Regions from separate parts of the Mus musculus genome. Here all the other regions are linked to region 1. A link is a contact called in public capture Hi-C, promoter capture Hi-C and targeted proximity ligation data. All regions are on one chromosome and are shown on one strand. The core of a region is the stretch at or near the end of the contact, and the rest is flanking DNA. Distances in the headings are between cores, read along the strand shown.

Region 1 (4,519 bases), core at 1,015-3,514:
AACTCCACAGCTCTCAGGTATGTCTAGGCTTCCCACTCCTTACCCACTGGCAAGTCTCTGAGGGAGCTGGCCCTCGCAGGCCTCCAAGCCAGTGCCCCACCTCAGCCACAGGGGCTTCCTTTCCCAGACCTAAGCACACGAAATGGAACGTACTCCCCTTCCAAGGGCATCGTACTGCTTGCTTGCTTGCTTGCTTTTTTTTGTACTTCTTTCTCGTGCACGGAATGTTCTTTTGGGTCTGTCTGCTTTTTCTCACCATTTAAGAGTTAGCACAGAGGCCTTCTGTAACCCTCCAACCCAAAGTCGTGAGACCTGTGCAGCAGGACACGGTGCTACATGCCTATTCCCCTGGAGTTGAGAAGAGGAGGCAGGGGAACCCTAACGAGTTCAAGGCCAGCTTGAGCTTCCTGAGACCAGACTCCTCCTCCTAATTTATAACTGTGTTTTCTTTCCATCATGGAAGTTATAATTCTCTACCAGTATCTCGTCTATCTGTCTGTACAATTATCGCCTGGTTTTACCAACTGGTATTTAAGCTCTAGGAGGGTCCATTTGGATATCTTTCTGATCCAAGAGGCTAAGAGGCTGGCCTGTCCAGCCATAGGGTTTGTGGCTCTAAGAAGATAAGGAGTTCCCAACTGTTAGAGAATTCAAGACAAAGGAGGTCTGTTTGCAAACTGGAGACAGAGTTAAGAACTCTGGATTCTGCCTGTGTTTAGAAAAGAGCAACACTGTAAGAGCTGCCTGGCCGGCCTGCTCCTACCCTGCCCTCACACCACCCCCAGCCCATAGGGAACTCACCTATGGATACTGCGGTCTGGGCAGAGGTCAGCCTCATAGTAGCCATCCCGGCAGTCCTTCCCCACAAGTTCATGTGGATGAGGCCGGTGAGGTGGATCCTTGGTGACCAGGGAGATTCGAACTGTTCCTGGTCCTGTGTAGCCATTGATCTGTCCAAAGTACAGAGTACTCTAGTGGCCAGCAATCCCTAATCTGGCTCTTAGACACAGGGCACGGTGACCAGGAGGCAAGTCTGCTGGGGCTGCACAGTGCGTTCCACCACATCTGTGTCCCAGCGACACCCCTGGGGGCTCTTGCTTACCTTGATGGTGGGGTGTGTCTTGGTGGTATCTGTGCTTCTCTCGCCAGGAATACTGCCCGCTGAGCGCCCCTCGCATTTATAGCGGAATCGCATGCCCCGTTGCTTCGGCTGTTCGATGATCTCCACATAAGGCCCAGAAGCCTGGGCTGGCTCTGTGGGTGACACAGTCAGCCATCAGGTGCTATCCCCACGGCCCCGACTCCAGGACAGCCCCTGACTACTGAGGATGGATGGTCCAACTTACCTGAGGGAAAGATGAGGGGAAACAGATCTGAAAGGGAAAGACAAGGCACATTGTCAATAAACTCCAGTGCCCACCCTCACCTGCGAAGGCCTGACAGAGCCAAGCTCCCTCCCTTCCAAGAAAACTGAGCCAAGACCCTGAAACCTGCCCTGACAGAGGCCGGGGAACTAGAGAAAGGGGACACAGAGGCATTCCTTTGCCAGGGGAAACTGAGTCAGTGCCTGTTTTACGTTCATAAGTGACACTGAGGAGGGGGTAATACCCTCCTCTCCTCTTCTGGGGAAACTGAGTCAGATACTTTCTTCCTTACACGGAAAGGAAGCCAGAACTAATCGCATCGACACGGGGGTGGGGGGAGCCGGAGGAAACGGAGTCAAGATTCACCCGTACCCCCACCCAGGAGGGACACTGAGTCAAGGCGCCCTCCACTGAGAGGGGTAACTGAGTCAGACCCCCTCGCAGCCCGCCCCGCCCCGTGCCACCATCCGGCCTGCCGCTCCCTGCGCAGCAACCCGCGGCGCAGAAAGGGGCGGAAGACGGCGCGGGGAGGGGGGAGATTCCGCCGCAGGCCCCGGAGCTCTAGGGCAGCCATCCCCCGAGCCAGAGGGCAGCCTCACCGTCCATGGTCAGGGTCCCGGGGGCGGGGCCGGGGTCGCAGCTGAGCCCACGGCGCGCTAAAGTAAAGCCATTCGCCAGAGGCGGAAATGCGCGGCGCGCGCCCGTCGTCGCGTCACTGCCCGGAATCCGGCCGCGCCTGCGCGCTGAGCCGCCGCCACCGCCACCGCCGCGCGTGGGGGGCCGAGAGCAGGTGCGCGACTCACGCTGGGCGCGGAAGGTGTGCGGCGGGCGCGCGGGCGGGGACACCGCAGCGCGGCGGGAGGACGCCGAGGCTGTTTGTCCCGAGGCCGGCCCGACTACAAGCTCCGCAGCGCGGCTCGCTCGGGGTCCCGGTCCCGTTCCCGGCCCCGCCTGGAGGGCGGGCCCGCGATTACTCACTCTGTTTTTAGGGGATTTCGGGTCCCGTTCCCCGCCCCGCTCTGATCTCAGGAGTTTGGTGATGTCACCCTGGCCGGGACTGGAGCCGAGCCAGGGCTGGTGGCAGGCTGCGGCCATTCGCCCTGCGCAGGGAGAGGCCCAGGCCTGCTGCTCCCGCGGAGGCCAGTGACTGAATTCCACACGTTTTCCTAAGCGTGCAGGGGCCTTCTGGGGACCCGCGTGCTACGGGCCACATGCTCCCCAACCTAGATCCGGCTGCGCGCAGGAGTGCTTCGCGGAGCGAGCGTGCTGCATCCGACAGGCCTTAGGGTAGAGGGGCAGACCGAGGACTAGGCAGACACCTGTACCTCTAAGAGTCCCTGAGAGCCATGAGTGCTGGAAGAGCCCCAGGGCTTCGTCTGCACACATAGGTGCTGTCTGCTAAGGTTTAGATCTTTAGGGATCTCCGGAACCAGCTAGGGTCACACCGTGAACATCTCCTTCAAGGCCTCCCAGGAGTCCAGGCTCCAATGAGGAAAGCGTTTGTAGGGAGCAAAAATTGCCATCTAAGCCAAGGGCAGGTGTGCAGATTGAGTGTGGGGACTCTGGCCGGAGGACGCAACACATCAGGCTGCCTCCACTATGCCAGAAGGAGGAGGCGCCTCCCGGGCCACAGGAGGTTTCAGCACTCAGAGAAAGACTTATTTTCTCTAAATTAGGAAATCATGTGGGAATTGGAAAAGATTGGAAATTCTGAATTGCTTTCCCAGGCTCTGAAAAAAACAGGAAGACAAAAGTGAAAATAGTTACGCCCCTCCCACTCATTTCAGTTTCTCACTTGGCGCAGATTAGAAAAAGCAGTTTAATATTTTGCGAGGGCGGATGTCAAGGCGACAGAATGAATATAATCTCCAATTAATGGCACACAGCCATCATTGGTCCTCACATGAACCACTTGTAAAAACACATATAGTTACAATTTAAGTTAATATGAATACCAGCGTCCTTACTAAAAAGTAAAGGCTAGAAATGAGAACTCAGTAGTTTTTGCATAACGTTGCAGGAAGCTGGGATTTGATCTCTGACTCCAGGATGCTCCAGTAATCCCAGCGCTCATGGGGTCAGACGTTCAACGTCATCCTCCTCTACATAGTTTGAACCCATCCAGAACTACAGAAGATGCTCTTTAAAAAAGGATGGTTGCAGGCTGGAGAGATGGCCCATCAGTTAAGAGTCGATAATGCCCTTGCAGAAGACCAGAGTCCAGTTATCAGCAACTGTAACTGCAGCTTCCGGAGACCTCACACTGTTCTGGGCTCTTGAGAGCAACTGCATTCACATGTGCACATATATACAAAAATAAAAATAATAAAATAAAATAAAAGATAAATGTGAGTTGTGTTTGGTAGTGCAGGCCTTTAGCCCCAGCACTCTGGAGGCAGACTCAGCAGGTCTCCTAGTTCGAGGCCAGTACAGTCTATACATAGTGAGTTGCTAGACAACCAGGACTGTATAGACACTTTCTCAACACAAATGAAAAAAATGGAGCTTTGTTTACAAAGAGAGCTCTGGACCAGCAGGGGCTAGCCGGTGTGATTTTGTCTCAGAGGGGGAGATGGGTAGGAGTGTATCAGAGTTACAGCACTTGCCTAGCATACTGAAGACTGGTATTTATCTCCAGCACTCCAGAAGAAAGGTCAAGAAAACGAAGGGGATGCAGGGGACACTGACGCCACTCATCCCCACAGGTGTGCTCCTCACCGTCCATTCCTTTTTACCCTGAGTTCAGGCTCTTCCCATCCAGATTTCTGCCCTCTGTGTGGGAGCCTGCCACCGTCACGTGGTCAGAGGACAACTTGCCAGACTCATTTCTTTCTTTTCACTAAGTAGGTCCTGGGAGCAGATCAAGGTCATCGGGCTTGACGATGACGACGACGACGACGACGACGACGGGCGCCTTTTTATGTTTTTGTTTGTTTTTCAAGACCGGGTTTCTCTATATATCCTTAGTTGTCCTAGAACTCAATATGTAGACCAGGCTAGCCTAAAACACAGATCTGTAGCTGGTCTTTGTTATTTTGTAGGTTCTTCTTTTTCCCATCCTTTATTCCCTTTGTTTCACACCCTATCAAGCAAGAGAGAGAGAGAGAGAGATCCCTGAATCTAATTTCTTTCCTTGTTTTTCTTTGACCACAGCT
Region 2 (4,519 bases), core at 912-3,411, 490 kb before region 1:
TCTCCAGCTCTGCCCTCTGTAGCACTCTAAGCTCAGGTTGATCCACTCCACTGCCACTGCCATTCTTGGTGATCATCCCATGGAACTGGCATCTCCAACACGCTGGGGTCTTCTGCTGCAATCAGGCCTCAACCAATAGCCCCTCACAGGCTGTCTTCATGGTGCCAAGCCTCAACTCCTTTGCATGACTCCTTCAGTCCTGGGCCACCAAATACAACTGAGGCTGCACCTTCACCAATGGCCTTCCATGGCCTCTCACAGTGCCAAGCCTCAGCTGCTCTTCATTGACCTCTTCATGTCTTCAAAATCAGTACCACCTGGGTGACTCTTATACATTACCAAGTGCCTTGGCTATCTCTGGAACCCAGCTTCTTTATGCTCTCAGAAAACACTTCCTAGAAGACACCATGACCAAGGCAACCCTTATAAAGGACATCATTTAATTTGATCAGGCTTACAGGTTCAGAGGTTCAGCCCAGTATTATCAAGGAAGTAGCATGGCAGTATCCAGGCAGACATGGTACAGGAGAAGCTGAGAGATCTACATCTTCATCTGAAGGCAGCTGGTGGAAGACTGACTTCTAAGGCAGCTAGAATGAGGAGAGTCTCAAAGCCCACACCCACACACCTACTCCAACAGGGCCAAACCTTCCAATAGTACCACTCCCTGGGCTGAGCATATACAAACTATAACAAATGGTTTATTTTCTTGTTTGTTTGTTTGTTTGTTTTCGCCCTCAAAACAGAGATTCACCTGCCTCTGCCTCCTTAGTGCTGGGACTAAAAGTGTGATGTACCACCGCAGCCAACATCTCAGATTAAAAAAAAAAAAAGATCTATTTATTTATTATATGTAAGTACACTGTTGCTGTCTTCAGACACCCCAGAAAAGGGAGTCAGATCTCATTACAGATGGTTGTGAGCCACCATGTGGGTGCTGGGATTTGAACTCAGGACCTTTGGAAGAGCAGTCAGTGCTCTTAACTGCTGAGCCATCTCACCTCAGATTTTTTAATGGTTCTTTTTTTTAATGATTTATTTATTTATTATATTTACATATTTACATGTATTATATTTACAGCACACTGTAGCTGTCTTCAGACACCCCAGAAGAGGGCGTCATACCTCATTATGAATGGCTGTGAGCCACCATGTGGTTGCTGGGACTTGAACTCAGAACCTTTGGAAGAGCAGTCAGTGCTCACAACCGCTGAGCCATCTCTCCAACCCTTAATGGTTCTTTTATCCACTCTTTCCTATTTGAAGATGGGATTTCTGGTAGTGGTGGGATGTGCTGCAATCTATGTTTAGTGATAATCTTCCACACCAATTTGGCCTTGATCAATTGGTGTTGGGTTTTCGCTATCCCTGTGTTGTGCCAGCATGCCTCTTGATCTGATCTGTTACAGAAGATACTGTGTCAGGTACCACTTTCCATAGATGAAAAACTAGATGCATGCAGTTACAAGAGGGAAATGTAATGCTTACCAAGGATTTCAGCATTTGGGAGATGGAAATTGGAGGGTCAGAAATCCAAGGCCAGCCTCAACTACATAGAGAGTCTGAGGCCAAACTGGGCTACATGAGATCATCTCAACGTCCAACCTCCCCAAATTTGAAGCAGTTAAGGGGAATTCAAATACGTGTAAGTGTTGTGATTTCAGAGCCTCTGTCACTATCCAGTTTTTTCAGCATCAGAAAATGTCAGTGTGTGTCGTTCCCCCCACCCCCCAATCCGCACAGGGAGGCAGGGAACTTGGCTCTGCTAGGCACATTTTGAACACAATAAAAGTTGCATGGGTTAGACCCTATGCCAAGCACCTGAAGTTCCAGATACTCAGGAGGCTTAGGTAGGAGAATATTTTAAGCCCAGAAGTTGGTCAACACAGCAGAGATCTTAGCTTAAAATAATTCATAAATAAGAGGCTGGATGAGTGTAAAGAAGATAAATAAAGAAACGTTTCGGAGGTCTGTAAGGAGGGTTTACGTTAGGGGGAAGTGGGTTCAATCACATGCCAGGATGCCAGCTGGTAAATCCTCTCCCAAACAACCAATCCTTAGTCTCTACCTAGAACTCCGCTTTACCAATGACCTAGAACTTGTCAGACACTCCCTTAGCCACGCCCCCAAGCCAAGAACGGTTGTGTCACTTGCGACTAGGTCCCTGGGCCTGAAGAAGGGCGCAGGCCGGATCCTGGCAGTGGCAGTAGGCTCAACACGCGGGGAGCGGGGGCGACGTGCAGGAGGAGGAGCCGGCGACCGGCTCCGCTGTCATGTCGCGCCAAGCGAAGGATGACTTCCTGCGACACTACACAGTCTCGGACCCTAGGACCCACCCCAAGGGTTACACAGAGTACAAAGTAACCGCTCAGGTGAGGTGGGACCCAGCGGGGGAGCATTACCCTTTTAAGCAGCTCCGGATCCGTGCTGTACCTTAAAGGCAAAGAGCTTCAAGGAGGTCGCGGTTTGGCCTACACAAATAGATTTCCCCTTTAAGAGGCGCCTGAGACAGAAGATTTAAGGCGCCTCACCTCCTGGGGCGGGGCTAAGGGTCATTTTTTAAAGTCTGTGGAGCTTGGCTCTGCGCTTGGCCCGGTACCCCCTCTCTGTTGTTGGTGATGTCTAGATGCGGTCTACGAATTTCTCAAAGCAAGAAAACTCCGGATTAACCTAAATATTCCTTCTCTAATCGCTTAGAGTAACTTTTGGTAATTTTCCCTGCTTGATCCGTAAAAGCCCCACCACCACCTTTTTATTTATCTATCTTTTCTTTTTTTGAGACAGCCCTGGCTTTTGCGAACTCACGATGTAAACTAGACTGGCCCGGAAGTCACCGAGACCCTCCTGCATCTGCCTCCCAAGTGCTATGATTAAAGGCGTGCACCACCAGGACCAACTATAAAAAAAGCTCTTTAAAAGTTTAAATGTATGTGTGTGTGTATATACACATATACACATATAATTTTATTATACTATTTATATATTATATATATATAATTTGTGTGGTTTTAAAAACTCACGCAAAAAAAAAAAAAGACTGGTCTTAACAGATAAGGAAGTCAATAAGCTGAAATTGGTGTTTGTAACAATAAAACTTAGAATGAGCTCGTAGAAACATCAGCATGAAAGAATGCTTTTAGAATTTTACCCAAGGTAACTATGGAGGTCTCCAATGGGAGAAACCGGGTTGCTGCGGAAAGACTGACTATATATTTTCTTGTACTTAAATTTTTTTCAACTTGGCAACTGTTTGATTAGTGGCTTGTCGACTGTTAAAAGGAAGCAAACACATACAAGTCGCTCCCAAAGCAATCTAAGTCAGAGTCTTAGATACGTCAAGAGTGTTCCGGGGGTTTACTTTTTCATGCCAAAAAATACAAATATAATAATTGTCTCTAGGAAGATGCCGGAGGGTAGAAAGGATGACAAGGCATTCAGAACCCTTATGTCTTCCTGTTAGCCTTTTAGATCTAGTCACATGCCTTACACATGCATAGAGTTGTTTTTTTTTTCCAGTGCTAGGGTTGAACTCATGGCCTCCCACATTTTAGAGAACTCTCTCTCTCTCTCTCATTCTCATTCTCTCTCTCTCTCATTCTCTCTCTCTCTCTCTCCATGTCTCTCTCTTGCCACAGCACCCTACAAGATGATCCTTTTTTTATTTTATAGATTTATTTACTTAATTTTTTTCTTTATTTATTTCGAGGCATGTTTTTTCCCTGTAGCCCTGGTTGTCCTGGGACTTGTGTTGTAGACCAGGCTCAAACAGAGATCCATTTGCCTCTGCCTCCCCAGTGCAGCATCCCTAGGGATTAAAAATGTGTACTACCCCTCCTGGCTTATTTACTTAAAGATTTAAAACGTAGTTGTTTTTTTAAAAAACAAAAACATCTGTGCACTCTCCATGCAATACCAAAGGAGGCCAGAAGAGGGTGGTAGATCCCTATTGATTGGAATTACAAGCGCTTGTGTGCCCTCACGTTGGTGCTGGGAATAGAACTTCTGTCCTCTAGAAAGCAGCCAGTGCTCTTAACCTGAGCCATCGATCCAGCTCCAGATTTATTTAATTTTATATGTATGAATATTTTGCCTGTATGTATGTTTATGTACCAAATACAAGCCTGGTGAGATCAAAGGTCAAAAGAGGTCTTGAATCTCCTGGAATTGGACTTAGAAATTATTTCTATCTGCCATCTCAGTGCTGGGAACCAAACCCAGGTCCTTGGCTACAGCAGCGAGTGCTTTTACCTGCTGAATCATCTCTCCTTGTTTCTGGCTGATGTACGTGTCTGTGTGAATGTGTAGCACAACTGCGTGTGGATGCCTGTTGAGGTCAGAGGAAGGTGCATCAGATCTGATCCCCTGGAGCCAGAATTACAAACGATTATGAGCCACATAATGTGGGTACTGTTCTGGGCACTGAATGTAGTGCTTGGAAGATCAGGTCATGCTCTTAACTACCGAGCCACCCCTCCTGTCCCCATCCTTAGATTTTAAATGGGCATCTTAATCATGTCTG
Region 3 (4,519 bases), core at 1,317-3,816, 420 kb before region 1:
TTCAGTACCCCTCAGGTAGGGCCTAGGCTCTGACGCTTCTCTAAAGCTGGAAGCCAGCTCCTGGGTATCATAGCAGAGCCTGGGATTTGGACAGGCTTTGGTCAGGGTTAGGCAAAAGGCTGGGACTCCTACCTCACCACCTGCTCGTACCGTACCTTCCCTCAGTTATTGGTTACTACATCTTCCGAGGGGCCAACTCCCAGAAAAACACATTCAGGAAGAATCCTTCTGACCCCAGCGTGGCTGGTAAGCTGGGTCTCTTAGAGGTTATGGGTGAGATGAACCAGGAAGGCTCTGTGGTTCCGTTTCATTAGCTGTATTTCTAGGTCTTGAGACCATCCCGACTGCCACGGGGAGGCAGCTGCTGGTGTCTGGGTGGTGGGGTATGGTTCGACACCCCAACTACCTGGGAGATCTCATCATGGCTCTGGCATGGTCTTTGCCCTGTGGTGAGTGGGTTTTGGAGTAGGTCGGTGTGCCTGGTGGGAGGACTGACTAATCAGTTAATGGAGGTGGACACAAAACCTATGACCCGACACCCTGTGTGCCATCAGCTGTGAAAGCTTTTATATGAAATGGGTGCTAGTGCCTGATCATGCAGCCCCTTCCCACCAGGGCTATCCCATGGGTCCCTTCCCTCCAGGGCTATCCCATGGGTCCCTTCCCTCCAGGGCTATCCCATGGGTCCCTTCCCTCCAGGGCTATCCCATCTGCTGCCCTACTTCTACGTCCTCTACTTCACTGCACTGCTGGTGCACCGCGAGGCCAGAGATGAGCAGCAGTGCCTCCAAAAGTATGGCCGTGCCTGGCAGGAGTACTGCAAGCGTGTGCCTTACCGAATCATACCCTATGTCTACTGAAGCAGGTCCACCTAAGAGGTTGAAAGCAAGAGGAAGCCACTGCTTCCAGAAGGAAAGTATTTTTCCCTGTTGAATAAATGTTTTCAACCTTTCCTGTGTTTTTCTTCTATCCTGGGGCCAGTGACTTGAGGCTTGGGGGTGACTAGTTGACTAAGGAAAGCTTAGAAGTGGTTTGTGGGTCCAAAAGTCTGACGAGGAGAGACAACTGGGCACCTCAGGCCTGGGGGATGTGATGTAGTTCAGTTATAGAGTGCTTGTGTAGCACACAGGACGCCTCGGCTATTCAGCACTGTGTACATTAGCAAGGTGGTTAACCCCTGTAACCTCTCACTGTCCAGGTGGGTGACAGATCAAAGTTCCAGGGTCATCCTCAACTACACAGTAACTTCAAGAGAAGCCTAGGACAGGGCACTATCTTTACGGAAAAGGCACTGCTGACATTCGGGCAGACCAGACACATCTTTATTAATGACATGGATACCCAGTTCAGCCAGGGAGTTCCTCAATGAGAGTCCTTGGAGTGGGTGGCACTGGGCCTCCCCAAAGCCGTTCTAACTCTCCAGTAAGCGTTGCCATCTCCTCAGCTGTCACAGCATGGGCTCGGTGGGCTCTGGCACAGTCTAGCGCCAGGGGTGTGAGGGCAGCCTCGTTTTCGTTGGTCCAAGCCAGCAGGAACTGGCACTTCTTCCGAGCCCGGTAAAGTCGATCTCGCTCTCCACCAATCACAGCCTGCTTCCGGGCTCGTCCCAGGGTCTGAGCTAGGTGCCCCAGTGCTGTCAGAGTGTAGCCTTTCTGATTGACTGGACCCTCGCCCAGCAGGATTCGGGCAACTTCTTGCATAGCACCCCGCGTACCCAGGGGCCCAGGTGGGTGCTCGCCCGCTTCCAGTACGTGGGCTGCGGCCTGCAGGGCTTCCTCTGTAGAGCCAAAGACTTGCTGGGCTCCCAGGGCCCCAGAAACATCGAGCAGGGTGGCACAGAAGTCAGAGAGTAGCGCGTCGTCGTCCCCTCCATGATACAGGGCGAGAGTATGAGCGTAGGCGAACAGCACGTTGGGCAGCTGGAAGCGCACCAGCGGCGATGCCGGGCTGCGGCTCAGACTGGCCAGTGCTGGGATGCGAGCAGGCAATGCTAGCGGTCTGGCGGCACAGGAGTCTTCAGCAAATGGCTCTGCGGCAGCGGCATCATCCCCAGATTGCAGCGCGGTCCTCGCAGGGGCGGGCTCCGGCTCCGCAAGATCTCTGTTCGCGGCATGATCCAGCTCCTCCAGCAAACGTGGGCCGGTGCCGCGGCCCCACCACCAGGGCCGCCACGGAGGCAGAAGGCGTCCGGCTTCGCCACGGCTCAGCAGCCGCTCGAACGCCGCCTTCTCAGCCGGCGTTAAACGTTCCCAAAGTCCAGAAAGGCCGCCCGGCCGCGCCCCGGGCCCGAGGCCTGCTTCCTCGGGCTCATCCTCGGCCTCGCGTTGTTCGCGCAGCCGGCGTAACGCGCCCGCCAGACGGCTGGGCGAAGCGCTTCGGCCACGGAGCTCTCGCAGCACTTGGTCGCGGTAAAAGTCTTCGGCGCAGGCGCCGTGCGCCCGGTAGCAGCGCAGCGAGCAGTAGGGAGCATTGCAGCGCGGGCAGGTGTAGCGCGCAGGCAGCGCTTCCCCGGCCGGGCAGAAGCCGCAGAGCCCAGCGGGCTCCATGGAAACTGGTGCCGCCTGTCCCGTATCAGCTCCGCCACTTCCGGCGCTTCTTTGGTTATTTCCGCCTTTATGTGTGGGGGTGGTTGGCGGGCGTGGCCTCCTTTCCGCACATTTCCGAAACTTCTCGGTAACTTTCGTGTCTCCAGTACTTCTTTGAGCAAGCGCAGAAGTCGTCCAAACTCTTCCAAAGGAACAGGTTTGCTCGCCGAATTTGGGAAAATCATGTCGCTAATCCCAGTTTGTTCTTTATGGTTGTACCAAATTGTACAAAAATAAACTACCTTTTAAATAACAAAACTAACCACCACCACCACCAAACAACACACCAGGGTCTTAGCAGGGCGTAGTGGCATACGCTTTTAATCCCAGCGTTGGCAAAGGTAGTCTGATTTCTGTGAGTTCCTGTAGTCAGTGCTTTCCAGGATACAGCTACATAGTCATGCTCTATCTTGAAAAAAGAAAAGGCCAACAAAATAATAACAACAGGCCGGACAGTGGTGGCGCACGCCTTTAATCCCAGCACTTGGGAGGCTGAGGCAGGCGGATTTTTGAGTTACGAGGCCAGCCTGGTCTACAGAGTGAGTTCCAGGACAGCCAGGGCTACACAGAGAAACCCTGTCTCGAAAAAATATTATTGATAATAATAACAGACAAAAATAAATGAATAAACCCGACATGTTTAACAAATCTGGAGCTCAAAATACGTAACACGTAAGCATATCAAATTGAGGCCAGCCTGGGCCTATGTGAGACCCTGAATCAAACAAACAAACAAACAAAAAACAACAAAACGATAACGAGGGGCTGGAAAGATGGCTTAGCAGTTAAGAGCACTGACTACTTCCAGAGGTCCTGAGTTCAAATCCCAGTAACCACATGGTGGCTCACAACCATCCATAATGAGATCTGATGCCCTCTTCTGAGGTGTCTGAAGTCAGCTACAGTGTACTTACATATAATAAATAAATCTCTTTTAAAAACCAACAATGTGGGCTGGTGAGATGGCTCAGTGGGTAAGAGCACCCGATTGCTCTTCCAAAGGTCCCGAGTTCAAATCCCAGAAACCACATGGTGGCTCACAACCATCTGTAATGAGATCTGACTCCTTCTGGAGTGTCTGAGGACAGCTACAGTGTACTTACATATAATAAATAAATAAATCTTAAAAAACAAACAAAAAAAAAAAAACAATGTTTTCCCTCAAGTTGTGTTGAAATTTAGTTTGTATTGTTAAGCATTATGAGGTCTATAGAGGGGTAGATGGGTGATCTGCCTTAGTGGATCATCTATAGGGCATGCCTGTAACAAAAACACTAGTGCCGTCATAATGGAAAGTGAACCAACACAAACCCAAAAGCTGTCTGGCAGAGCCCATAGAATCTGTACCTTTCCAATACCACTTGTCACATTTCTGTATTTCGGCTCAGCTATCCTTTCAGTAAACACATCCTCTGTGATCTTCTAAGGATTCCTTGTTTTTTTGTTTTGTTTTTCAAGACAGGGCTTCTCTGTGTAGCCCTGGCTGTCCTGGAACTCACTTTGTAGACCAGGCTGGCCTCCAACTCATAAATCCACCTGCCTCAGCCTCCCAAGTGCTGGGATTAAAGGCGTGCCCCACCACTGCCCCCCCCCTTTTTTTCCTACTTGAGACCAAGGCACTTTGCTAGCCTCTAGTCACAGCCTTACAAATGAAGAAAACATAAGAAGTCTGGACACAGTGGCTTTATTAGCATGGCAGGGTGGCAATAGGACTTAGGAATTGGCATTGGGGCCCTTCTTCTTCCCAAAGGTGGGCACAACATTGACAAAGCGCCGGTTGTACTGCATTCGCCTCTTGGCCCGGCCTGTCTTCTTCTTCTTCTTTTCCTGTTTGGCCACCTGAGGAAAGGAAGGACTGATCAGACCCTGGGTGACCTCTCCCATGCCTGCCCACCAGCTTCTCTCCATAAGAGAACACAGACGGGAAATCCAAA
Region 4 (4,519 bases), core at 838-3,337, 360 kb after region 1:
CCTTTTGCCCCTTATTGGGTTTTATTTTCTTGTCCTTTGCAGAAGTGAGACACCTCAGTTATTCACTGTATTGCCAGAGAAGAGAACAGCCACTGTTGGGGGAGCCATGATGGGATCCACCCACATTTATGACATGTCCACGGTAAGCATTGGAGAACATTGTTTTGTAACTGAGATGGAGCCCGCGTTTCTGAGAGTCTGGAGATAATAAGGTTCTGAATTTTTCAGGTTATGAGCCGGAAGGGCCCAGCCCCTGAATTGCAAGGTGTGGAAGTAGCGCTGGCGCCTGAGGAATTGGAGTTGGACCCCATGGCCATGACGCAGAAGTACGAGGAGCACGTTCGGGAGCAGCAGGCACAAGTAGAGAAGGAAGACTTCAGCGACATGGTGGCTGAGCATGCTGCTAAGCAGAAGGTGGGAGCAACCTGTGGGCCTAGGAGGAGGGCTGTCCTTTCTGGTGGAGGGAGAGGCGGGTGGACTCGGTGCCTGAAGGTCTCCGAGATGCTCCATTGGTGGCAGTCTCTTAAGTTCAGGAAGAGGAAGGAAGTCATTTAGCTCTCAGGGGGAGAGGAGAGTGTGGTTTCAGTGCTTTTTACCTTAATTTTATGTCTGGGTCAGGCTGCCTCCTGTCTGGGGTTGTCTAACCTATTGTAACTTCTCTCTCTCTCTCTCCTACAGCAAAAGAAACGGAAAGCTCAGCCCCAGGACAGCCGTGGGGGCAGCAAGAAATACAAGGAGTTCAAATTTTAGGTCCTGCTCGCATAGCTGGCCTGCCTTTAGGCTCTTTGTATGTCTGGGCTTTCTCTGTGGCTCCCTAAAGCTAGATCTGGACTCCCTAGGCTCGTCACTTCCTGTTCTTATTTTAGACTTGTTTTGTAAATAAAGCTGTTTCCCAAGGAAGGATGAATACAGGCGCTCTTGAACCTCTCTCTCTTTTAGCTTCTGCAAAAGCATCTACTTCTTGCCTGTAATCACAGATGGCCCATAGGACTATGGGACTGTAGTTCTGAACTGAACTTGTGGGTAGTTCACTATCCCTACCCCTCCTGTGTGTGAAGGCTCTGCTGAAGGTACCTTTGGGTCTGGTCTGACCTTACTGCTTTGTCCGTGGGGAATAAAAATAGCCAGCTTAGCACCGTGGCTAGGCTGGGAAGTAACTGTAGGCTAGGGAAGTAGGCCAGGTCAGGCCTTCCTCATTGACCTTGTGGCAGAAAGGCCGATTTCTTACCTATTGGAGAACATCTGTCTCTAAATAAAATCTCAATTGTTCCAGAGTACTGGCTAACTACTTGGATTTACTAGTGTGTGTGTGTGTTGGTGGGTGGGTGGGTTTGAAGGGCTTGTTTTGTCTTCGTCACTGAGTTCTGAGAAGTTTTTTGAAAAACTAGACTAGGTTGGAGCACAGGATTCCATAACATTTGCTCAAGTACTGGGGAGAAGGTGTGGGTGTAGGAGAGTGCAAGAGCTCTAGGTAGGGTGGGGGTGTGTGGGGATGGCAGCTGATCAGGCCTTGAGAGAAATAGAATTCTAGAAATTGAGAAAGCACCGAGGCACTCTGGGACTTTTGTAAAGAAGGCTGTGTCGGGGGCGCTGTACCAAGAAAGGCTGTTGGACCTAGACAACCTTAGCTCAACTGGCTCCTGCCCACAGTCAAGCTGGAACTTAAGCTCCTTAGGTGGTGGCCGGCCCCTGGATCTCTACCTACTGCTTCTTTTGCAGAAGTGGGCGAAATAACCACAGAAGGGGTCGCCACAGCGGGCTATCCGATTTCCATGCAACGCGTGACCAGAACTACGTGTACTGCAGATCCCAGGGGCTGAGCGCGCTCTCGTACAGTCTTCTCCGGTCCGGGACCGCGCCCCGGAAAACCCGGGTTTCCGCTGGCGGGGTAGCAGCCGCCCGAGGAGGGCGGAGGGAGGAGGGGCGCGGAGCCTGCACGCCGAGGCCTGCTAGGGACTCCAGGGCCGCGCCGCGAGAGCGCGCGGGCTGTAGCCCCTTCCCGGGGGCCGCGGGGCCGAGCGCGAGTCTGGCCCCGCCCCTCGGCGCCGGTCTGGGTGGGGCCGCGGCTCCCCGCCCCTTTCGGACACGCCCACCCAGTGTCTGGGCCTCGCGGGCCGCAACAGGCGGCGGCGGGCGAGCGCGAGGACCGCGCGCAGCGAAAGCCCGCGCGTGCGTGCAGATTCGCTGGTGGCTCGCGCTCCGCCGGGCGTTCTGAGGAGACGCGCTGAGCCGCTGCCGCCGCGGGGGGAAGCCTGAGAGTCGCTCGCGTGCCCTCAGTCTGCGTAAGCCCCGCGCCCCTTCCTCCCCTGGCCAGGCCATGGCGGAACGCGGAGGGGCGGGCGGTGGTCCCGGAGGCTCCGGGGGCGGCAGCAGTCAGCGGGGCTCTGGGGTCGCCCAGTCCCCGCAGCAGCAGCCGCAGCAGCAGCCGCCGCAGCCTCAACAGCCGACGCCCCCCAAGCTGGCCCAGGCCACCTCGTCCTCCTCGTCCACCTCGGCTGCGGCCGCCTCCTCCTCGTCCTCCTCCACCTCCACCTCCATGGCCGTCGCGGTGGCCTCGGGCTCTGCGCCTCCGGGCGGTCCAGGACCAGGCCGCACCCCCGCCCCAGTGCAGATGAATTTGTATGCTACCTGGGAGGTGGACCGGAGCTCATCCAGCTGCGTGCCCAGGTGAGCAACGGGCGGCTGGGAAAAGGTGTTGGCCTAGGGGACCGCCAGGCTGGCTCTGTGACAGGCCCCGCCTCCCCATCTCTCCGGGGCGAGTGGAGGGTACGTCCTCCACTCCTAGCTCATCTTGGCTTTGGGGGGTGGGGGCTGTCTTCTCCTGGGCCTTCCAAGACTGTTGTGTGGGCCTGCCCTCTCCAGCAGTCCCACCTTCCGCCTTGGCTCGAACCACCCTCCTGTCCTCCTGGAGCAATGGTGGCCTCGGGGACCCAGCCCAGTGGCCTTCCTTGGCTGGGTCTGACCGAATCTGGCCTTCCTTACGGTCAGTAAGTCACTCTTCTTCCTGCCTCACTGGCGCCCGTGGGCTGTACATATGTTAATGTTACACAGATGTGGTAAAGATGGCTTTGATATAGTTCTTTCCCAACGTACTTAGCATGTGCCAAATTCATTTGTCACCTGTTGCAGGTAAAGCTGGTTAACACTTGGGGGTTCAGTACATACATTCATATGTTCTTCATGCTACACACATTCTCTGGGTACTCTGTGCTCTTAGTTTGGACATCAGTTGAATGTGTTCTTAAATGCAAGTTTTCATTTCCTCCTCCACTAGATACTGGTCACAGAGTCTCCAGGTTCCTATGAGCTCTGTAAAATGACTGCCTTGTTCCTAAATTCAACCCATTTTTCTGTCCATTGGAACTATCTGAAAACTTGCATCAAAAAATTATGCTTGTTTCTCTATGGCAAAGCAGTTGTTGTATATACTTCTTTGGGGACAGTGTGTTGGATTGACCCTATGCTAAGACAGCCTGCAGGGTTGGTTTTGCCCAGTAAGCACAAAGAAATGCCTGGAGGTGTTCATTTTGTGCTTCTAAACCGAGTTGATTCTCAGGTTCTGTTCTTTCTTACCCTGTGAGTCCAGCAGAGCAGGTGGATGTGCCTGTAAGCCAGAGATTGGGTGCCCTGTGGGGTTCCACCCTCAACTCAACTCTGCTGGTGTTTCTTTCTCTCCCTTTATTTTGAACAACATCACACCACAACATTGTACCAATATATAGGGCATGAAAAATGATGACACAAGCACATCTTTCTTATGTCATTTATTGAAAAATATAGAACATTACCCCACCTGTCAAACTCTCCAGGTTCCTTGCTGAATTACATTCTGGCTTCCCCTACACACTTCTGAATTATGCCCCCCCCCCCATTACAGTGTACTACATATAAGTCTGTAAATATATTTTTTAGTTTTGTGTGTTTTTTATTTTTGTTTGTTTGTTTTTGAGACAGGATCTTACTTGCCTTGGCTAGCCTGGAACTCACAGAGATCTGCCTGCCTCCTGCCTTCCCAGTTGCTAGTATTAAAGGTGTGCACCACTACTCTTGGCTTCAACGTTTTTTTGGAGCTTGCAGAAATGTTCTTATATTGTATGTAGCCTGTCACTTTTAACTCAGGCTTATGCAAATCATCAATGTTGTCTAGTAGCTCTAGTTTTTAGTACTTTCTCTAATGTATAGTATTTGGTTATATGAACTAATATATGACTCTGATAAATATTTAGGTTGTTCCCTGTTAACATGGGCAGTTTTGTGTGTGTGTGTGTATGTGTAAGTATGTATGTATATATGTATGTATTTGCTCAGGATTTGTGCTCTTGGGCAGAAGTTTCTTTAGAGTATGTTTGAAGTATATATAAAGTATATGTGTGTGTGTGTTTGAATATATTTATATTTATATGTACATACACACATAAGTATATACGAAGCATATATAAAGGAGTGGAGTTGATACTTGGAGAGTGTGGATTTGAAGCTTCAAGAGATGGTACTAGACTGTTTGCCATTTCTGCCCTCC
Region 5 (4,519 bases), core at 763-3,262, 290 kb before region 1:
TAAATAATTACACTGTAGTTGTCTTCAGACACACCAGAAGAGGGCGTCAGATCTCATTACAGATGGTTGTGAGACACCATGTGGTTGCTGGGATTTGAACTCAGAACCTCTGGAAGAGCAGGCAGTGCTCTTAACCACTGAGCTATCTCTCCAGCCCTTCCTTTTCTTTCTTTAAAAAAAAAAAATTACACTGAAGACAGAATCAGATTAATCCCTGTGAGTTCAAGGCCAGGCAGGGCTACATAGTGAGTTCCAGATTAGCCAAGGCTATGTAGAGAGACCTGCCCCCCCCAAAAAAAAGACTCTTAGCCTTCTTTCTTTCTTTCTTTCTTTCTTTCTTTTTTTTTTGGGGGGGGGGTTGTGTGTGTGGTGGAGCATGTGGAGATCAGAAAAGAACATTTAAAAGTTCGTTCCCCCTTCTTCCACCATGTAGGCCCTAGAAATCAAACTGAGGTTTTGAGGCTTGGTCACGAGCACCCTTACACAGAGTCTTCGCTCATAACGGTCTTCTTTTATTTTAGGGCTTGAATTTGCTACACAGCTGAGGAGAAACATTTTGAGCTCCTGATCCCCCTGCCTCCACCTTCTGAGTGCTGATGCCCCATCACATGCTGTTCAATCCAGTGCCCAGGGCTTCTCGGGGCTCTGTAAGCGCTCCACGAACTAGAGTACATGCCTAACCTGGGATAATCTCTCTGTTAAAGTCGGCTGAGCAGGCATGCGGCTCACATCTACAGACCCAGCTCTTTGGGAGGGCAAGGAAGGCGAGCTGCTTGAACCCAGGAGTTCAATCAATTATAATTTCTGGTAATTCCCTTTTCCCACATAACAAAATGGTCCCAGACGTTAAAACGTGGAGCTCTTGATCTAGTGGTGCATGCGTGTGAGTGTAAGATTATGTGAATGTGTGTGTGTGTGTGTGTGTGTGTGTGTGTATGTATGTGTGTGTGAGTGTGTGTATGTGTGTGACTTGGGATTAAACAGAAGGACTGACATACAGGGAATCTCACCGAGCTCCTCCGAGCTGTCCTCCTGGCCCAGAATATGGTCATCTTTAGGGAAGCATGACCCAGTCCTTCCCATTCTCCCCTCCCTTTTGGCTTGCCTGACATACTCCCCAGCCCCAGCATCCCTCCCTCCTATCCACACACCGCTTTCCACATCTGCTATCTGGAAGGCAAGCATCCCGATTTCCTCCTCCTATCACTGTCCTCTTCTTTGCCTCACTCCTCTTAGCACTCATCCACCCGGAAGGGGATCAGCCTGTGCCTGGAACCTCGAATTTCTTGAATCCTGACTCCTCAGCTTCCCTAACCACGAACAGACACTCAGAGAATTTACTCACAAAACGGCGCAATGAGAAGTTTCCCTCGGTTTGTCTCATCAGCTTTAGGACCTGTCCTTCAATAACTGTTTCTGATCCTGTTCTAAACCATCCACCTCAGAAACCACTTAGCAGGTCAGCAAACTCGTGCAAGTTCAGGCTGTGTCTGTCTCTGTTTTTCTCTGTGCTTTCCGACCCTGAATCTTTCTCGCATCCTTCATCACTCTCCTAGCCTAGGGTAAACTCTTCAAAACTCCCCTAGGTTTGTAAAACGCCTGCAAAGCCCAATTCATTCTTGAAGAGTCAGTGCGGGCGCCTCCCGGGTCCTCGTCCTTCCGTCAAGGAAACCCATCCAAGGATGGTCAGAGATTTCTCAAGAATTCTTTCTTCCGGCCTTTGTTGGCCCAGTGCTTCTAGCCTAAAGTTTTTATTCCAACACGAACAGCTGGCGTCCTCGTGTGTATCCACCCTTGTTACCCTTCGGTGATAGCCCTCAGCCGCCCGGAGGCTAAGCCTCTAGAATCTTGGAATCCAGCTCTTAGCCTTTACAGAAAGAAGAACCTGGGCGGTGCCGCGGTGGGCGGGGATGTGTGGGTGGGGGTTCGAGAGGAGCGGTCCGGGATTGGCTTCTGGCTCTGGGGGCGTGGCTTAGGCCCAAGGTCTGCACTGTAAGTTCCCAGGCCCTCCCTGGTCCTCTATCCTAGCCGCACAGCTCTGCAGCTTTGCCCGCGCTCCTCAAGGTGAGTTGGGACTGGGGTTTTACAGGCCTCCCGCAGCTCCCTGGAGAGTGCTAGCCAGGCGGTGTTCTGTTTTGGCTCAGATCAGGTCCATTATCTGGGGTCTGGATCCCCGCCCCCTACCCATGACCTCCCGCAGCGCTCAAGGCGCTGTGCTGTCAGTCTTGCAGCTCCGGGTTGTACTTCTATGCTGGCCAGAGACCTGGGACTAGGGAACATCCTCTCTTCGGCCCGTGTCCCTGCCTGGGCTGGAGGCCGTATTTTTAGCGGATGGTGAGGTGTCCTCCTATCTTTAGCTTTAGTGTTACTGAAATGGATCTGGGCCGCGCTGGGTAGCGCTTGACTGGGGATCTGGAGGGGTCGGCACAGGAACACAAGCCAGGGCTGAGCAGCCGGACTCCGGGGAGGGCGGGGGCCTGCACGTCCGAAGTCTGGCTGTGAGCCAAGCAGACATTGAGACTTCGCCCAGGCCAAGAAGCTCAGGCAAGGCAAGGCCCCTCCCAGATATCGGAGTCCCAGACAAGGTCCCCGATAATTGCAATTCTACCCTCACGGTGGTCCGATTGTGCAACCCAGAGAAAAAGGGCCTATGGGCGATCCACCTCGGGCACTGGAGCACGCAGTTCCTCGGTGGGCGTCTCCCTGGAGCGGGTATGCTCGGTGGGACCCTAGAACCCCGGGTTATAGCAGGGACGCGCGCGCCACCTAGCGACATTGTACTACAGAGAGATCGCTGCAGAAGCACCAGATTCTGAGCCAGCCCTGCCAGGGCTGGCAGGAGGGGACCTAGAAGGGTTTGGTTTTTGTTCTTGATGCAACCTCTACCTGGAAGAGCCGAAGTGCTTGAGAAAAGCCCTGAAGATATGTGCTGAATGTCCTTTGACGGTTACTGTGGATCCGTCTATTGTGCAGAGGCCTCTTGTTTCAAGTATAGCAGTGGGTCAGCTTATTTTAAAGACAGGGAAGGTGAGTTCAGTCCCAGAGAGAAAAGGTTCATTGCTCAAGGTCACAGAGGCCCAGGTGGAACTAGATTTCAAACCCTTCCCCTTGGGCTGCTGGCAAGACGGCTCAGCGGAAGTCTTTTGCTGAGCAAGCTTGGAGGTGAGCTCCTTTCCCGAAACACTCAGAGATGGACTCCACAAAGTATTCTGACTTCCACACACATTCCGCACACTACGTACACACTCGCGAACGCACTCACACACACACACACTCACATTAAAATACACTCAACAGTAACAATAAATAAAACTTTCTAGTTTTTTCTTTTTTTATTTTTAGAGGCAGTTTTTTTGTTTTTTGTTTTTTTAGTTTTTAGAAGTAAACAGATCTCTAAGTTCAGTTGGCCTGGTCTACGGAGTGAGTTCCAGGACCACCATAAACCTTCTCAGTGAGCCTTTAGAAAAGGGGCAGACCTAGAGCTGGGCCTGGTGGCACACTTTCTTGTTTTTTTTGGGGGGGGGGAGGGAGGGGTTGAGATTTGAATGTTTGACAGGGTCTCACTGTCCTGAACTCACTATGCAAACCAAGATGGACTCAATCTCCCAGAGATCTGCCTGCCTCTGCCTCCCAAAAGCACTTATCACCTGCCTGGCCAGCCCGTACGCTTTTAATCCCAGCACTTGGGAAGGGGAAGAAGGCAGATCTCTGTGAATTTGAGGCCAGCCTGGTCTACACAGTGAGACCCTGTATTTAAAAAAAAAGTGGTGTGCAGCGGGGAGTCCATTAATTTTGAAGTGTCTGTGTAGGGAGGGGAATTTTCATGAACATCCAGAGTGAACAGGGGCTAACTATTCTCCATGACCAGAGGTGATCTGCCTCTAGAAAGTCATTTTCTCTGAGGGAGGCCCAAGATTGCTGACCAGGGCAAGCCATAGAACTGGGATGGCTTTCATCTGTGCCTCCCATTAGCGGAGGAAGCTCCTCCTGGCAGCCTGGTCCTAGTCAGAGCTCTTTATAGAGCTGCACACTTGCAAGCTGGGGAAGTGGGAGCCAAGAGATAAGACTATATAGGGGAAGCCTGAAGACGTGATAGCTTCTCTCATGCTCCCCACCCCTATCACCGTGGGTATGGCCCCTTGCCTCGGAGACACGTGGACCAGCCTCGGTACCAGTGCCTTCTCTTGCTAGTCCGATGACCTTTGTAAAGTTCCTTAATATGTCTGAGGTTCCAGTTCCACTCCATCAGCTAACTGAGACACTAGTGGCACCCGCCACAACGTGCCTTATAAACATGTAAGGAATTCCATGGCAGGCTGGAGCCCCTCGTCCTGTGGTGGCCGGATCTTCTATTTAGAGTTGCTGGTTGTTGTTCCCAGTTTTCTCCTGGGTGGTTGATATGGGCCCCACCCTTCCCGTTAGCCTCTGTGCTCCTCACATCTGGATTTGGGTGGGAACATCTGGCTCAGAATGAGACAGCTGTCAGGGACGCCCAGTTTGCTGTGGAAACATCCAAGCT
Region 6 (4,519 bases), core at 1,486-3,985, 270 kb after region 1:
ACTCAGGATTGCCTCCAGGCAGCCCTTCATCGGGTTCAGTGAGGAAGCAACCCTACTAGCACACTGACACCTAGCATGCTCACATTTCCTAACAGCTGATGTACCGACAGCTTCCTAATGCTGTGACCCTTTAACAGCTCTTCACGTGGTGACCCCAACCATAAAATTATTCCATTGCTCCTTTATAACTGTAATTTTGCTACTTTTATGAATAATAATTTAAGTATCTGACACGTGACCTTCAAAGGGGTCTCGACCCACAGGTGAGGACTGCTGCACCAAGCAATCTTACTCTCTGTATAACTCTGTCTTAGATGAACTCTTGTTTGTTTTTGAGAAAAGGTTTCCTGTACCCTAGGTTGGCTTTGAACCTATTATGAGTAGACCATGCTGGTCTCAAACTCCTGATCTAGAACTGCGGGCATGTCCAATCACATCCAATTAAGAACCTTCTTACGATACTAAAAAATGCATCTAAAGTCACTTGCTTATTAAGTAGCCAAGCCAGCATTTTAACATGTGACCTTCCTGCCACACTCATAACCACCCATTCTATTATATGTGCCGCAGTTCTCTAAACAAGAAAAGCAGGCTCCCTTTTCTCCTTGAGGCACCAAGGTGTGAACTTGCATTTCTTGTCTTCCCTGGGCTGGGGGCTTGCTCCTTACCTGTTCATATTGTTCTGTTTCTCAGCTACCTCAGAGAAGGCCTCAGGCCTGTGACAAGAGAAGAGCCAGGTTAGAGAGCAGAGAGAACCCTCTCAGTGAAACAGCTGTTTCCAAATGTTCCTCCTGGGACGGCGTAACTTTCTCCTTCCCCTCCCCCTCCCTAGCTAGGATAATCTCTCCCCAGAAGCCAGAGGGTGGCTGAGGAAGACCATCCTACCAGTGACCCTCCTTCTGTAGAGAGCGGACATGGTTCTTGCAGAGCACAAAAGAGATCTCAGCCTTCACTTTTTCTCCTTCTTCAATAGGGTCAACAATGAGGAAATCCCCTGTAGATGATAAAGGATAAAGCCACTCCTGTTATGGAGAAGGAAGTCAAGGCCATGGTTCCGTACTGTGAAGGGATGCTTCTAACCTCTCTTGATCCAGATGTTCTTGCGGTATTTGGAGGGCATGCTCACCAGGAAGCGCTGCCCCTGTGCTGTTTCCACCTCATGCAGATTGTTCCCAGGAGTCCTGAGGACCTGGTCCAGGAAAAAGCGAGAACTAGCCACTTCATCAGTTAAATCAAGCATGCTCCGACCTGCACTGAGCCTTCCCTTTCCACACCCAGCGGTGCAATGGGAGCATTGGGAGGAGGACGGGAAGCCCGAGACAGGCGGCACTCACTTTCACTATTTGCTGGTGGTCAGAAGGCACCATGTGCTCCCCCAGCACCTCCTGCACCACATGCTTCCTCTTGCTGGCCTGAGACATGCTGGTTTCTGTCCAGGGTTGTTAGGGTGCACAGACTGTCAGTTCTTCTTCCAGAATTATTTGGATGCCAGCCTTAGAAGCCAGGACTGCTTTCAAGAGAAGCAGCCTTATACGAAAAAGTGCCACCTCGCCCTGTTAAAAACATGCACTTTAGGGGACAGCAGGACTTGCTGCTCTGGCAGAGAACCAGGTATGGTTTCCAGCCACAGGGGATTCAACGCCCTCTTTTGAGACACACATGCAGGTAAAAACACTAATACACATAAAACATGAATGAAATCATTGAAAGACAAATCACAGACTTAGCCAGGTGCTGGTGTATATCTTTATTCTTAGCACTTGGGAGGGAGAGGTAGGCAGAAATTTGTTGAGTCCTGGGCCAACCTAGTCTACATAGGGAGACCGTAAACCAAAAACAAACAAGCAGGACCTTCAAGGGCCAGGGAGATGTCCTATGAGCCAGCACCCACATCAGATGGTTCACAACCACCTTTAACTCCAATTCAAGGGCATCCACCGCCCTCTTCTGGCTTCCGAGGGCACTCACAACACCACCCATGGGGGACATCTTTAAAAAAAAAACAAACCAAACCAGGAAACACAGGTTTTATAGTGTCAGCTGAGACGTCAGGGTGGCTCAAGCCTTCGATCTCAACACTAATCCCAACCCACGGAGCACGGGGCCGGCCCTCTCAATAACAAAGAAAAACTAAGTAAATCGGCGAGATCACGGAAACTACCCAGCACAGGGCAAGCCCTGAGTCCTACGTCTCAGTCCTGTTAGGACGGCGACGCCTCCCCCTCCCAGGCCGATCGGTCATCCCGCCAAGCTCTCTGAGCGAAATCTAAGGTGAGCTGCGTTCCGCCACAGGCTTCAACACCCAAGGCAGGAGAGCCACACAACGACGGCCTCCCGACACATCCCAGGCACGGAGCGACCGACGCGGCGCCCAGCACGAGAGCTGCCCACGGAACTCACCCGCTCGGCGCCACACCAGCACGCTCCGCTTTCCAGGTTGACGGCGACAGTAGCTCGTCCACGACGCGCCTCGACAGCGAGGGACCAAAGAGCAAACAACTGTGACCTGCAGGTGGCCCCGACGGTAACGCCGGTCTGGACGCTCGGCCCCAATCCTCCGTTGTTCCTCCCTCCCGTCTGCCGGTCTGAGGTGACAGACCTGAGGAAACCGCGCCGGGAATTGCGATTCCGGGGCGCTCAGAGGTCCTCCGGATTTCCCGCCCCCTCTTCGTCCGTCCCTTTAACTCTTCCCTCCATCAAGTGAGGCAAGCCTAAGTTCCGAGTGCGGGGCAGGAAAACGCATTCTCCTCGGAGGTCTCGATCCCACAGACCGGAAGGGCCGCTGGAGAAACAAAAGCCATCGAAAGCCGGATGGCTTCTTGAGAGGAACCGGAAAACAGCGACCCCCGTGGGCGCCGCGGCTGGCGATTGCGCGTCAACTCTATGGCTCCGGGTAGCTAGACCTGCCCAGTTTGGGGATTAGTTTTGAAGGTCGCGCATAAAACGACCCGGAAGCGGAAGTCGAGGAACCGTCTCGTAGCTTGAGGTCTGGGCGGGAGCGGCCGAGTGGCGCGAGGAGCCGTTACCAGAGCCGGAGCCTCCGGTGAGCGTGAGAAGCGGAGTGGTGCTCCGGCTGGCGTGCGGTGGCGGCGCGCAGAGGCGGGAGGGAGGGGAATCCATCGCGGAGGCGCGCCTTTGCAGCGGGGCAGCCCGAGTCTGCGGGAGGGGCGATGCGCGGTGTGTCCGGGTGGCGGCGCGTGGAGGGGGCGGGGCGCTCGGAGCGGGGCGGGGCCTCAGGGCGGGGCCTGCGGGACCTGAGAGGCGTGGAAGAGGCCGGCAGCCCGAGTGAGGGCGGCGAGGCTGGCGAGAGCCGCGTGCTGTTCCTACCACGTGTTAGTTCCCAACGGGGTCAGTGTCTGTGTAGCCAGGGTCGCGGGCTGTGAGGGCTTCAGGGCGGACCTTGACTACTGAGTCTGGGAGTCGCTCTGTTGCCTTAGGTGCGCCACCAGCTAGTGCAAGCTGATATATCCAATATACCCAAAACCAGGACCCACGGAAAGTGGAAATTTCCGAATAGCCGGGGATGGGTTGGGGGGACTCAAGGGAGCAGCCACAGTAGCTGTGGTAGGATATTGCCCTTGGGACTTGTGGTCTTCAGCCCTAACCTACTTTTCTTTTTTTTTTTTTTTTTTTTTTGGCGGGGGGGATTCCCAGGTTAAGCCTGATCACGATGACAACCTCCCAAAAGCACCGAGACTTCGTGGCAGAGCCCATGGGGGAAAAGCCAGTGGGGAGCCTGGCCGGGATTGGTGACGTCCTGAGCAAGAGGCTGGAGGAAAGGGGCTTTGACAAGGTGTGGGGGGGCTGCAAATGCCAGGGAGGGGTAGGAGCGAAGGTTGGCAACAGGTGGTACCACGCAGATTGGGAGTGAGGCCCACACATGTTTGGGGGGTACCTGGGGAGGCATGGTGCCTCCTTCATTTTTGTGTTTTGTTGAGACAGGGCTTCTCAGTGCTAGGATTAAAGGTGTGGCTCACTGTCCCCTGCCCTTTTGTGTGTTTTAAATATCACGAAAATGAAACTAGGCATAGTGGATTGTGCTTATGACCCTAACACTTGGGAAGTTGAGCTAAGAGGATTCCCGTGGGATTTAATGCCAGCCCTGACAACAAAGGAACAAACCCTGTCTTTCTTTTTTTTTTTTTTTCGAGACAGGGTTTCTCTGTGTAGCCCTGGCTGTCCTGGAACTCACTCTGTAGACCAGGCTGGCCTCGAACTCAGAAATCCGCCTGTCTCTGCCTCCCAAGTGCTGGGATTAAAGTCGTGCGCCACCACTGCCTGGCAACAAACCCTGTCTTAATCAAAATAAAAATGGCCTTGCCCTCTGAAGTATTTACCACCTAACCCTCCCTAGCTTCAGAGATCTGGCCTCTTCGGAGTGGTATCAGCGTGGACAGTCCTGTTGCTTTAGCCCATGAGACACTTAGCCACATGCCCTTTTCTATTCTGCAGGCTTATGTGGTCCTTGGCCAGTTTCTGGTGCTAAAGAAAGATGAAGACCTCTTCCGAGAATGGCTGA

Evidence for each region. Capture Hi-C pulls out chosen DNA fragments and counts their contacts.
Region 2: a promoter capture Hi-C map of liver shows a contact between it and region 1, with 2.2 times the contacts expected there. A contact is called at or near these places in 2 of 39 promoter capture datasets (liver and pre-B cells), 1 of 484 Hi-C or Micro-C datasets (muscle stem cells), 8 of 130 datasets of targeted methods (bone marrow-derived macrophages, embryonic stem cells, large pre-B cells and 3 more) and 4 of 9 other capture datasets (adipose tissue, embryonic stem cells, liver and 1 more).
Region 3: a contact with region 1 is called in a targeted proximity ligation map of thymic regulatory T cells, with 4 times the contacts expected there. A contact is called at or near these places in 5 of 39 promoter capture datasets (the C10 cell line, hippocampal neurons, liver and 1 more), 2 of 484 Hi-C or Micro-C datasets (CD4 T cells and regulatory T cells), 10 of 130 datasets of targeted methods (astrocytes, bone marrow-derived macrophages, effector CD8 T cells and 6 more) and 2 of 9 other capture datasets (adipose tissue and liver).
Region 4: a targeted proximity ligation map of pancreatic cancer cells shows a contact between it and region 1. A contact is called at or near these places in 1 of 39 promoter capture datasets (liver), 1 of 484 Hi-C or Micro-C datasets (embryonic stem cells) and 3 of 130 datasets of targeted methods (extraembryonic endoderm stem cells, memory CD8 T cells and pancreatic cancer cells).
Region 5: a capture Hi-C map of embryonic stem cells shows a contact between it and region 1, with 2.7 times the contacts expected there. A contact is called at or near these places in 1 of 484 Hi-C or Micro-C datasets (embryonic stem cells), 2 of 130 datasets of targeted methods (astrocytes and pancreatic cancer cells) and 3 of 9 other capture datasets (adipose tissue, embryonic stem cells and pancreatic islet).
Region 6: a contact with region 1 is called in a targeted proximity ligation map of pancreatic cancer cells. A contact is called at or near these places in 1 of 484 Hi-C or Micro-C datasets (CD4 T cells), 4 of 130 datasets of targeted methods (the SCID.adh cell line, effector CD8 T cells, extraembryonic endoderm stem cells and 1 more) and 1 of 9 other capture datasets (adipose tissue).

The regions. Positions count from the first base shown.
Region 1 is chr19:5,635,286-5,639,804 of GRCm38.p6, reverse strand. Rela (v-rel reticuloendotheliosis viral oncogene homolog A (avian)) reads right to left here and starts at 2,264. Exons shown (of 11, transcript NM_009045.5): 1 at 1,964-2,264; 2 at 1,347-1,373; 3 at 1,103-1,254; 4 at 802-950. The coding sequence starts at 1,970.
Region 2 is chr19:6,125,902-6,130,420 of GRCm38.p6, reverse strand. It overlaps Snx15 (sorting nexin 15), which reads left to right and starts at 2,161. Exons shown (of 8, transcript NM_026912.2): 1 at 2,161-2,372. The coding sequence starts at 2,274.
Region 3 is chr19:6,059,254-6,063,772 of GRCm38.p6, reverse strand. It overlaps Znhit2 (zinc finger, HIT domain containing 2), which reads right to left and starts at 2,566. Exons shown (of 1, transcript NM_013859.2): 1 at 1,305-2,566. The coding sequence starts at 2,546. The coding sequence ends at 1,347. Fau (Finkel-Biskis-Reilly murine sarcoma virus (FBR-MuSV) ubiquitously expressed (fox derived)) reads right to left here. Exons shown (of 5, transcript NM_007990.4): 5 at 4,249-4,424. The coding sequence ends at 4,299. Tm7sf2 (transmembrane 7 superfamily member 2) reads left to right here. Exons shown (of 10, transcript NM_028454.2): 8 at 166-246; 9 at 327-449; 10 at 700-952. The coding sequence ends at 860.
Region 4 is chr19:5,270,687-5,275,205 of GRCm38.p6, reverse strand. It overlaps Pacs1 (phosphofurin acidic cluster sorting protein 1), which reads left to right and starts at 2,087. Exons shown (of 24, transcript NM_153129.3): 1 at 2,087-2,667. The coding sequence starts at 2,318. Sf3b2 (splicing factor 3b, subunit 2) reads left to right here. Exons shown (of 21, transcript NM_030109.2): 19 at 43-142; 20 at 229-414; 21 at 679-1,285. The coding sequence ends at 750.
Region 5 is chr19:5,922,309-5,926,827 of GRCm38.p6, reverse strand. Cdc42ep2 (CDC42 effector protein (Rho GTPase binding) 2) reads left to right here and starts at 2,012. Exons shown (of 2, transcript NM_026772.2): 1 at 2,012-2,064.
Region 6 is chr19:5,365,092-5,369,610 of GRCm38.p6, reverse strand. Banf1 (BAF nuclear assembly factor 1) reads left to right here and starts at 2,735. Exons shown (of 3, transcript NM_011793.3): 1 at 2,735-3,043; 2 at 3,655-3,793; 3 at 4,453-4,519. The coding sequence starts at 3,671. It overlaps Eif1ad (eukaryotic translation initiation factor 1A domain containing), which reads right to left and starts at 2,798. Exons shown (of 6, transcript NM_027236.2): 1 at 2,401-2,798; 2 at 1,335-1,553; 3 at 1,081-1,189; 4 at 886-994; 5 at 669-716. The coding sequence starts at 1,421.